2 separate regions of the Gossypium arboreum genome follow, and region 2 is linked to region 1. The links are chromatin contacts, called in public Hi-C maps. All regions are on one chromosome and are shown on one strand. The core of a region is the stretch at or near the end of the contact, and the rest is flanking DNA. Distances in the headings are between cores, read along the strand shown. Region 1 holds the start of LOC108484155. Region 2 holds the start of LOC108486384 (pentatricopeptide repeat-containing protein At1g34160).

Region 1 (5,911 bases), core at 1,369-3,868:
AAAAAAACTCACGGAGTTAGCAGCTCTTTGCGGAATGGTGAACCATCAGTTAAGAGAGTGTAGATCAAAGTTCCCAGCATCAAGCAACCCAAAACGCTAAAGAGTATTCTTGCAATCGCAACAGAGGAATGTTTCCCTTTAGGTTTTGTACCATCCCTAGACAAAGAGAATTTGAAAAAGGAGTTATTCTATTCCTCAAGCAACTAAAAAGTGTCGTTATTAATCAAAAAAGATATTCCATGCGCCGTGGCAGTGATGTGACATTCCTATTCACTGAGCTTGAAGCCATCACATGAATATTGACATTATGTAAAATCTGATGAGTTGACCAAGGGTGCTGAAATTTATGCAATTTGATTAAACCATAAAACATCATTTCATCACATCCATGTCAATTTTTAAAATATATCAATCTAGGAATAGAACTATCTTTTGTTACGTAGTAGAGATCACTATATCAGTATTCTGAAAAGGTTAATATAACATATGAGACTAATTGCAAATGGCATGTTAACATGTTATAGGAGACTTGACAGATAATTATCTAATATTATACCCAGAGTTTGGGATTCTTACTTGCTTGCTTGGTTCAATAGAACATGATAAATGGGATCTTCCAGAGATTCTTGAGGAGACAAGTTGAAAAATTGAATAAAAAGGTAGCCAGATGTTGTAATACTGGGAAAAAGAGAAAAAGGTATAAAAATAAATTTGTGAAACGTAAATCATTGGACCGGTTGAGAAATCTAATATGGCAGATTGCATCAATTAATCAATAGACCAAGGGAAGAAATAAACTATGATAAGGATCATCGAATAACTACTTCCAAATTCCAATATATCAGTAGAAAGACATTATTATTTTCAAGATAGTAATAATTAGAAGCTTTATTTCTTTAACTTAAACCAGCACTGATGGGATTAAGACCAAATAAGCAATTAAATTCATTGTTCTTCACTTCTCCTTCAATATTCATTTGATGAATCCCCTAGAATCATTTTTTCTTTTAACTTTATTCAACATTTCTCTTCATTGCCTTTCTAGCTTAAACTGCAAAAATGATGTTAGAATGCATATGATATCAACAGCAGGTTACTTTTGAAATAACTAAAGGAAGTTTGTGTTAACCAGTTTCGTGAAATTATGCATGAACCATACTGCAGTGTAATTTTCAGATAGAGATATCAAACATACCTTCCAAGACATACAAGCAGAATTACCCAAAGTGTTGCAGCAATCAAACTTGATTCCTTGTAGGAAACCCAAACCTGATGCATTAAAACAAATCTCAGATAGAAATTAATAAAAAAAAATTCTCCCACCTATTCAAGAACGAGAGTATCATCACTCTTCTTCCCCTATACCAACAAAAGTATTAGCTTACAGCTAATATAAACCATACATTTAAAACACAGTAACACACAAGTCTAAAAGCATCAAGGAAATCATCTCTTAGAAAATATGACTTGCGGAATCCTCAGACATCACAGGGTACTGGGGTGCATATATCAGTGGATGATGATATGACAAAATTCTAAACTACTAGTTCCCATTAATCTCTCCTTCAAAGTTTCACCAATAGTAAACAACGGTTGACTACCCTTATCTTACAATTGATCATTCCCACATCAAAAGGACAAAATGTAAGTATAACCGTAAATATCTTTGTAGTTAAAAAACCTGAGTCTCAAAAGCATATACATGTAAATAGACACATAAATATTTAGATGTATTTACAAGATTCAGGTACAATGATTGTGGAGTTTAACTTAACGTTCTTAGTTGGTAGTTCAAAAGGAAAAAAAATATAAAGGGCACATGTGAATTTTAAGGATAATTATGTCTCTTATTTTTAAACAATTATGTCTCTTTTCTATTATTTAAGCTTCCCACAATTTTACTTTTTGAATACATACTACCCACATTTTTTCAAAACATAACCTTTTTATTTTATTCGCCCACAGAGTGGCTATACCACAATAATGTAAAACAAAACTTTTTTTTTTTTTACAGTTTTTAGCTTTTCATACGATTATATCTTAACAAGACCATTATTTTATTAATAAGTGCATGATCTACCCATGGAAAATGCTGCAGTCAGATTAAATAAGTCCAAATAACTAATTTAGTTTCACAAGTGGATATCTAACAAACTTAAGGTTAAATCCTTGATAAGAAACTTCAAATTGAAGTACAGTGAGAACATACCGCGAAAGGTACAACATTAATGTAGAAATCAACCAACGTTGCAGCCATCCACCTAAAAGATCATCGTCAATACATCAAAAAGAAACGATTCAAAATTTAATTTAATCATAACCTAATTTAAAGAAAAAAAAACTGAGAGAAAGTGAGAGTACGGAGTAAGAATTTCCCAGCGGAAAGGGAGGCCATCAATGGAGATGGTGTAAATGAGAGTGGTTACCATCAAGCACCACAGAACTAAGAAGAGAGCTTTTAAGCCATTCACTAGCAGAGAACTCGCCATTGCTACTTGATTTCTCACCAAAATCAAACTGGCAAGAAATTTTGTATATTTATAAATGTACACGAGAAATTGTGGGGGGGATGAGACCACGTCATTGCCAAAGCCGCCATTCAACTTCCTTCAAAAATTTTTTCTTTTTCTAATATATTTTTTTAAAAAAAATCTTATACTATTGCTGAAGTCCTTGGGACTATTTTTCAGTTACGTAAGTCTCACCTATATTTTTTACTAATTGATTTAAACATTAAAATAAATATATTTTAAATTCCAAATATTTATTGTAATTTCTTGGTGATATAATATACTTTAAGCAGTAAGAAGATTAATTTCAATTTATTGCAATTTTGAATTGGTAAGGCTTGCAATTGCACATAGTAAATTTTAATTTCCTTATTTTCTCTAATATTTTTTATATTCTTCATGTCTGTTTTATAATTTATATTTGGGGTTCGTGATTGTTCCTCCAACAATGTCATTTTTAAGGTTCGAATTTAAATCCTCCCCTTGAGAGTGCAATGTGCATTATTATTACACCCAACCACTTGTTGATCTTATATTTTCTAATTCAAACACTAAGTGTATTGATACAATCCTGGTAACTTTGAAAGTGATGTTGTCATACATAAAAAATGTAACATCCCAAATTTTTAGTTTAAAGTTTGTAAAATTATTTCAAGATTGATTTTTTGGCTTAATGGTTAAAGGAAAGTAAGGAGATATTGAAATTCATTTAGAAACTCGAGTTTGAATCTCTTCCAGGGTAAATAAATTAATTTTGCTATTTTTGCTCCCACTCCCTTAGTGTGCCCTCCAAGCTAGTGTCTAACCTTAGGTTTAAATACAAATTTTTAACAACTTTTCACTTTTATTTTTCTTCCTTGTCGTCCTTTTCCTCTCCCTCTCTCATTCTTTCTCAATTTTTCTTCTTTCTTCTTCCTTCTGTCATCCCAAACATAATGTTTTTCACTATTGATGTGTCACCACTTTGCCCTATTATTTTGTTACCATTTTTTGAACCTTATTAATGTTATTTTTAATCACTAAATCAGCCCTTTGCTACCCTAAAGTCCTCATTTGTGCCACTTAAATCAACTTCTCATTTCTGCCACTAAACCTCTATTGTCGCCCATTCTTCTCCACTCATGGTGATGCCGGTTTGTTCCCTTTTCCATCTCTTTTCTTTTTTTGTTGTCGATTTTGTTGTTGTTTTTATAGCCATTTTACTGTTGTTTCCAACCTCTAAAAACCGTCATCTTTGCTATCAAAAATCCATTTTTGTGCCGCCTCAAATCAACCCTATTCTCGTTGCCATTTGTGGCGCCCCTTTGTATACCACTTATGGGTTGCTATATTTTATGTTTTGTCACTCATTTACATCAACGTTTTCTTCGATTCTCCTCTGTTTAAAGCAACCTTAAACCTTGTCAATTATGAGTGCATTCGATCTCACTCACCCTACATCTTAAATCTAATTAATGGGAAGCATAAGTACGGTTTGTTGCGAGTTATTATGTTGTGTTGTTTTTTTTTTTTATTATCAAGAAATGTTGTTTTGGCCGATTGTTCTAAGGCCTTTAATTGGTTATTGGAATAATGGAAATTTGCAAGTGTACACAATCACAACAAGTAATAAAGTGACAAGTAAATGTCGAATTGTTGTACCTACAGGGACTGTGTAAGAAAATATTTATGAAATGCAATTAAAAACACTTTGGTGAACGAAAATCGTTTGTTTTGAAAAAGGATTTAATAAAACTAGATTTTAACTAAGTTAACAAAGAAAACAAAAAGGTAAAAATTCCAACACACGATTTTTGCAAAACAAGTTTAATCAATATGATATAATTGTGTTAGATCAATTACATTTCTTAACTTAATATTACTAAAACAATGTTCATGTTGTTACGAACAAATTCACGACAACTTGGTAATTTTTTAACTATAGCACATACTGACTTACAAAATTAACTAATCTCTTGAACATATTACTATGCCAATTCAAATTATTAATTAATTTTAATAAGCAAGTAAAAGATTAAGTGAAGTAACAATATATTCCTACATTGAAACAATTTAATCACAATAATCTTACAAGTTATGCAAGGTTAATGTACCGTTTAATACTGTTGCTAATTTAACCCTCAGCTACCTTAGAAGATTAAACATGCATTGATTAAGTATTGTGTTAATAATTGCAATTTCAATACGATTAATAATTAATTCATTAGTTGACTTACAATTATAATGCATGTATAATATAATCATGGTTTTACTTAATTAAACAATTTACCAAGACCTATAACAACACAAACATGATTTTAATAACTTAAGTAAACGAAATGCAATCAACCTAACACGATTAAAGTTTAAGTCATGTTAATTAAATTTAGAATAACAACATAACAAATATTCATAGACATGTTCATAACAAAAACAAGGAAAGCTAAATGATGGGAAACTAGAATCAAATTCAGTGTTTATCCGAAGCCAGACTAGTTTGCTCCTGTAACACCCCTTACCCGTACCCGAGACCGAGGTAAGGTACGAGGCATTACCATACACAAACGGGACACTTTCAAAAAATGCAGGCTATAAAATTTTATTTCAATTTAAAATCGATCGAACAAAATCATATTATCCCCATTATGGACCTACGAGGTCCAAAACATACATTAAAAGTGATCTGGGACTAAGCCGGGAACTTTGGAAAACTTTCAGAAATTTCTAGGTTTAAGCCTCACACATCCGTGTGGAGGCAATGCACACGGCCTAAACATGCCTGTGTCATAGCCCGTGTCCAAAACCCCGGACATTCTGTTTATGATGTCATCATTCATCTAAGGGCACACAGCCAAGGCACACGCCCGTGTGCTAGGCCGTGTCCTTTACACAGTTGAGACACACGACCGTGTCTCTGCCCGTGTGTTTACTACCATGCAAACTGACCTAAAAATTTTAAATGCAGGGGACACACGGCTGAGCGACACGATCAAGAGGCTAGCCGTGTGTCACACACGGCCTAGACACATGCCCGTGTGTCTACCCGTGTGGACTAATTTAAAGGCTATTTTTCCAAGCCTTTAGTTACCCTTAAACATCCATTCACACTTACATATTCCTTAAACAACTAACACGACATAGGTGTGCCCTTAAAACCTTCTTGGCCAAGGTCATACATGTTACTACTTGTCTCATTTTATCCTGTGATAATATTACCCTCTCTGTGTTAGGGTTACCATTTCAACAATCACATATTTTTGTACTTGGCCTATTTTATAACTCATGTCCATTATGACCTAAACCATTTCCAAGTGATATGGCCACCTTTCACATATCTATTCATGGTATAACACAATAGGCATTCACATGAAACATTCAAGCATAACCATGCACATTTAGTAGGTTTACAACCTAAATCAGAA
Region 2 (5,911 bases), core at 1,687-4,186, 370 kb after region 1:
TAACCTTTGATTTTCCCCGATCTAATTCTGATTTCTTTCGTTATTGATCTATATACATTCAAAATTAACTTATTTATTTATAAAATCATTCAATTCAGTCCAAAAACACATATTTGAGCATTTTTATACTTTAGCCCCTAAAGTTTCACATTTTTACAATTTAATCCTTATTTCACAAAAATACAAATTCAAGCAATTTAATCCAATTTCACCATAACCGAATTTCACTAGTGTCCCTAGTAGCCCACATATTTCATTTGTTTCACATTTCAACCCCTCAATTTACACATTTCACAATTAAATCCCTAAAATGCATTTTTAGCTAAAATCACTTAACAAAACTTGTGTACCTATCAACAAATATTCATTTTTCATCATCAAACATTCAAAAGCTCAAGTATTCATCAATGGCACTTCACGAAATCATGAACAAATTCAAAAATTAAGGCACAGGCTAGCTAGAATACAAAGCAACGATCTCAAAAACGTAGAAATCATTAAAAATTGAGCTCAAAACACTTACCAATTGAAGCTCACAAGTGCCGAACCCTAAGTGAAATAATACGGCTTCCTTTCTTCTTCTAATTTTAGCTAAGAAGATGAATGCCACCAAACTTGCCTTTTGTTTTATTTAATATTAACATTAATAATTAATTTACCATTTTAACCTTATTAATATACATATAAAATCACTTAATGGTTGTCTAAAATTGTCCACTACCATTTAAAATGGTCTAATTACCATTTAAGGCCATCATATTTAAAAGCCAAGGCCAATTGACACCTTTAACTAATAGCATGCAACTTTTGCATTTTACATGATTTAGTCTTTTTTTATCAAATTAAGCATTCAAACGCTAAAATTATTTCACGAAACTTTCACACATATATATTCACATGCTATAAACACCAAAAATAATATTAAAATAATTTTTTGACATTTGATTTGTGGTTCCAAAACTACTGTTCCGATTTAGCTTAATCTAGGCTGTTACAGGACGTGAGGGCCATGAGCCAGGCTGTGTGGGCGACACGGGCTTGTAGGCCCACATGGGCATATGGGCCCAAATTTTAAAGTTTTTCCTTAGGGTTGTCCATGTCATTCCGATCGACTATGGGCATGTTGTATGGTTGGTATGGGCTTAGATAAGCCTTGAAGCATGAGATTTGATAAACCGTTTGTCTGGTATCTATCATAAGCAATACCTAAATGCACGTGTTGTAATGCCCAAAATGTATGTATGTTGTGTATATGCATGTCTATTATCTGTTATACGAGCATGTTTGATGTAATAATTCTGGTATCTAATAATTCTGATTTATCTGGTATTCTGTTGTATTGGACTATGGGGCGAGATATGTGATATGTGGATGAAGTATTCTGTGAGGTGATATTTTGCCAATATACTAGCAGCACGACTGTGATTATTCTGAAAAGTGTCTTATAAACACTATGTGGTGTGTAGGGTTGGGTGGGTGTTTTACACCCTACGTGGTGTGTTAGGATGGTCGAAGTTGGTGTGTAGAGGATGGGGGTAGGACTTTGTATATCTGTATCTATATGATTCTGTTGATAATTTGATTCTGTATCTATTCTGTTAAGCGATAAAATCTGAATTTATGTTTCCGTTGAGTTACACACTGAGTTTTTAAAACTCACTTTTTATTTGTCTGTTCTGTTCTATCTCACAAAATTAGGTGGGTCGGTGTGATGGAGGCTCAGTTGTGACCATTTATCCGTAAATTTCATTTACTTTAAAAGTTGACCTCTTTTTTTTCTTTTTTCTTTTTTTAGTTTTGAGAGTTTTGTAATTTTGGGACTCTCTGGACTTTTGGGTTTTATTTTTGGATTTGATTTGAGATTCCTTCTACGCTCGACAAAACAATTTACAAAAACAACTATTTAATGCGATCAAGCGCTTTCGAGAAAATAAAGTCAGTTTTCAAAATATAACGACTTTTAAACTTCTGCTGCAAATTATTGTTTTATTTGAAAGAGTATACAATCGATGGTTTTCACTAATGAGTATAATGACATATTCTTTACAATAAAGAGGTACGATGTTTTTAAAGGAAAAGACAGATTTCTAACTTTTCTTCGTAACATCTCTAGATTCGGCCATAACGTTTAGGTCGGGTTTGGGGTGTTACAATTATTATTTATTTTTATTTTAAGTGATATCATATATTATATTAATTATTTTGTTCAGTTCTATATTTTGGCTTTTTCAAGTTTTAGGTTGGATTTATTTTGGACTCGAGCTATATCGGTCTTCAGCTCAAATTCTTACGAACTCAAGCTTTCAAGCTTGAGTTTACGTAGCTTGGATTTTCTGAGTCTCAAGCTTTCTTAGGCTTGAATATATTATGAGCTCGAGATTTCTTGAATTTGGATCGACACGAGTGGACTTTCAAACTTGAGTTTGTTTTTGAGCTTTATATTTTTGTTATGACTTGAATCAACAAATGATGATTGTTTCATGCTTCAATTGATTTTATTTATGTTAATTATTTATTTTTTAACCCTTATTGAATTTGAAAAAGGGAGTTTTTTTTTATGGCAGCAACCTTATCCTTAGCCATTAAGGTTTAAATAAGTTTATTTTTCTTAGAGCACAAGCTCATCAGATTTACATGCAGATAATATCTGATTTGAATATTGCTTGACTATGAAGGTTTTGTTTTGAAATTCAAAATTTTTTATTTTAAAAGTTGACTTATCTCCTCGATTATTTGGAGAAGTGTTTATTTGGAGTGTTTTCAGTCTGAGTAGTTTATTTTGTAGTTTTATATTTTTGTGTTAGGCATTTTTTGGGCAGTTTACACAAAATATTTGAGAGAGTGATTTGTAATGAAATTTTGGGCTGTAAAGATAGGGAGTTAAGCTAATAATTATATTAGATTAATTGTTTAACAAAATGATTTTTTAATGGAAGATTCACAAACTGTTGACAAATATTGTTTGTTATTATTATTATTTTTGCCCTACTCTTTTCAAATCTGATATACTCGCTTGTTCCAACTTCCAACTTGTATTACATCATTAATTACAACAACTGGTTGGAAGATTCAGTAAACCAAAAAACTTTTTCACAACTGAGTACCACTTATCCTCTCATTTCCAAGTCTTGAACATAAGATTTGATGTACCATCTTCGAGCACGAACGGAGAAATCGATTCACTTTGGTCAAGGTGATATTCAAACCGCAACTGGCTATCATGGGCAAGAGTTGTGTTTTCCATAGGGGAAAAGAAATTGAAACCTCAATGCATTTTTATTAGCAGTAAAGATATTTATACCAGTTAAAGATAGCTTTGTACAAGGTAAAGGAAACTAATATCCAAAATTCTACTGTACGCTCTAGAAGCAGAAGCTCTCAACTAAGATATACCAGGATAACTAGTATACTACAATTTGAAGGTCCAAACTCCACATGGAATGGCCAATCTTGAGTCACTCGTACAGAGATGCGCGTCCTTCTCCCACATAAAGCAACTCCAAGCTTACTTCATCACAACCGGCATCTTCAACTGCCGCATTCGCTCCAAACTCCTCGATCTTTGTGCCATCGCCCCCTTTGGCTCTCTCTCCTTTGCTATCTCTGTTTTCCACCAAATCCCAACTCCTTTTACCAATGACTTCAATGCCATTATCCGCGGCCTGATGCAAAGCCCTCAACCCTCCACCGCTTTCGCATGGTACAGAGCCATGCTACGTGGATCTTTCAGAGTGGATGCCCTCACTTGCTCTTTCACTCTTAAAGCTTGCGCACGTGTCTTGGCTGCTACGGAGTCTCTTCAGCTTCATGCTAACATCATACGCTTTGGGTTCATGGCGGATGCTTTGTTAGGAACTACTTTGCTGGATCTGTATGCTAAGGTTGGCAATCTAATTTATGCTAGGAAAGTGTTCGATGAAATGCCTCAAAGAGATATCGCCTCGTGGAATTCCTTGGTTTTCGGGTTGGCTCAAGGGAGCCAAGCGAGTGAAGCATTAGATTTGTTTAAGAGAATGGGAGTTGAAGGTTTAAAGCCTAATGAGGTAACGGTTATTGGTGTTCTTTCAGCGTGTTCGCATATGGGAGATTTTAAAGAAGGTCAAAAGATTCATGGGTTTATAAGGAACCAAAAGTTTTATATGAACCTGCAAGTTTGTAATGCGCTTATTGATATGTATGCAAATTGCGGATTTGTGGATAAGGCGTATGGTGTGTTTGATGACATGGGTGGTAGAAAGTGTATCGTTACATGGAATACTATGATCATGGCCTTTGCAATGGACGGAGATGGATGTAAAGCGCTGGAACTTTTTGAGCGAATGGATGGAGCTGGGGTGCAACCAGATGCTGTCACATATCTCACTGTGTTATGCGCTTGTAATCATGCTGGCCTGGTGGAGGATGGTGTGAGATTGTTTAATATGATGGGGAAGCATGGAGTGGAGCCTAATGTAAAGCATTATGGGTGTATGGTTGATTTGCTAGGTCGAGCCGGGAGGCTTAAAGAGGCTTATGATATTATCAATTCCATGCCAATGGTGCCTGACGTAGTGCTTTGGCAGAGTTTGCTTGGAGCTTGCCGGATTTACAAGGATGTGGAGATGGCAGAGATTGCTTCGAGGAATCTAGTAGAGATGGGGTCTACTAATTGCGGGGATTTCGTGTTGTTATCAAACATATATGCTGCGCATGAGAGATGGAATGACGTTGGTAAGGTGAGGGATGCTATGAAGAACACGGATGTGAAAAAGGTGCCTGGTTTTAGCTACATAGAGGTGGACGGTTTGAGGCACAAGTTTTTCACCGATGATAAGAGCAATGCCAGGTGGAAAGAGATATATGCGAAATTGGATGAGATCAGATTCAAGATTAAAGAGTTAGGCTACGTTGCAGAGACTAGTTTTGTTCTTCATGACATAGGGGAGGAGGAGAAGGAGAACCAACTGTGTTATCATAGCGAGAAGTTGGCAGTGGCCTTTGGCTTGATTAGTACGAGTAAAGGAACCCCAATTCAAGTGATCAAGAATCTTAGGATATGTGGAGATTGTCATGTTGTGATTAAGCTCGTATCAAAGATATATAAGCGACAAATTGTCGTGAGAGATCGAGTTCGGTTCCACAAATTTAAAGATGGATTTTGTTCTTGTAGAGATTACTGGTAAGTGCAACACTAGAAAAATGTTAATTGATAATTTAATAGATTCTTCTTTCCCCACCTTGCCTTGAACAATTAAGGTTTGTTCCATTCATATGCTTAAACCTCTCTGGAAAATGATCACATGTTTGCTTTGGCTCAGGCAAAAGCACATATCAAACAAGTCAAATTGGACATTAATAAACAAAAGGTCTAAGAGCAACCTGAAATCAGTACTTAAAAATAATCTCATACACCAATTCTAGCCCTCTTGAACAGCTCATCAGCTAGTCCAATACAAATTACACAACATGAAGATTTAAATACCGGGTAACATAAAGCAAATATTAGTTGGTGAAACAATTGCAATACAGAACATGGTCAAGCAACTATAAATAAATAAATAACCCAATGACATGCCGGATCCCTAGAACTTAAAGCCTCAAACAAAACAAATTCAACTTCTCAAGAATGGCACAACCTCAAGGAAAAAACTGTTACAGTGTGAAGCGAGAGCCTCTAACTACACAAGACAAATCAACAGAATGTGACTAGTCTTTCTTTAGCCTTACCTCAAAACCCCCCTCCGGTCGCTTCAAAAGATCATAAGGCATATGAGTTCCAAGTAGCTTATCCCAGTTGGCGAAGAACGGCTGAGAGTAGTTATACTTTGTGCCTTGGAGTTGATGATGGATGTCATGATAAGCAGAGTTATTCCAGAAAAATATATGGAAAATATTACCAGGCAACCATAGCCCACAATGATCGTCCACAGTT

What was found. Hi-C and Micro-C count contacts between places; a contact is called where the count stands out from the background.
Region 2: a Hi-C map of leaf shows a contact between it and region 1, with 2.2 times the contacts expected there. The contact joins the promoter of LOC108486384 here to the promoter of LOC108484155 in region 1. A contact is called at or near these places in 2 of 5 Hi-C or Micro-C datasets (both in leaf).

What each region holds. Positions count from the first base shown.
Region 1 is chr6:83,151,393-83,157,303 of ASM2569848v2, forward strand. It overlaps LOC108484155, which reads right to left and starts at 2,619. Exons shown (of 9, transcript XM_017787840.2): 1 at 2,362-2,619; 2 at 2,210-2,261; 3 at 1,196-1,269; 4 at 577-678; 5 at 13-156. The coding sequence starts at 2,489.
Region 2 is chr6:83,523,802-83,529,712 of ASM2569848v2, forward strand. It overlaps LOC108486384 (pentatricopeptide repeat-containing protein At1g34160), which reads left to right and starts at 2,937. Exons shown (of 1, transcript XM_017790424.2): 1 at 2,937-5,230. The coding sequence starts at 3,441. The coding sequence ends at 5,162. LOC108486385 (very-long-chain aldehyde decarbonylase GL1-9-like) reads right to left here. Exons shown (of 3, transcript XM_017790425.2): 3 at 5,309-5,911. The coding sequence ends at 5,686.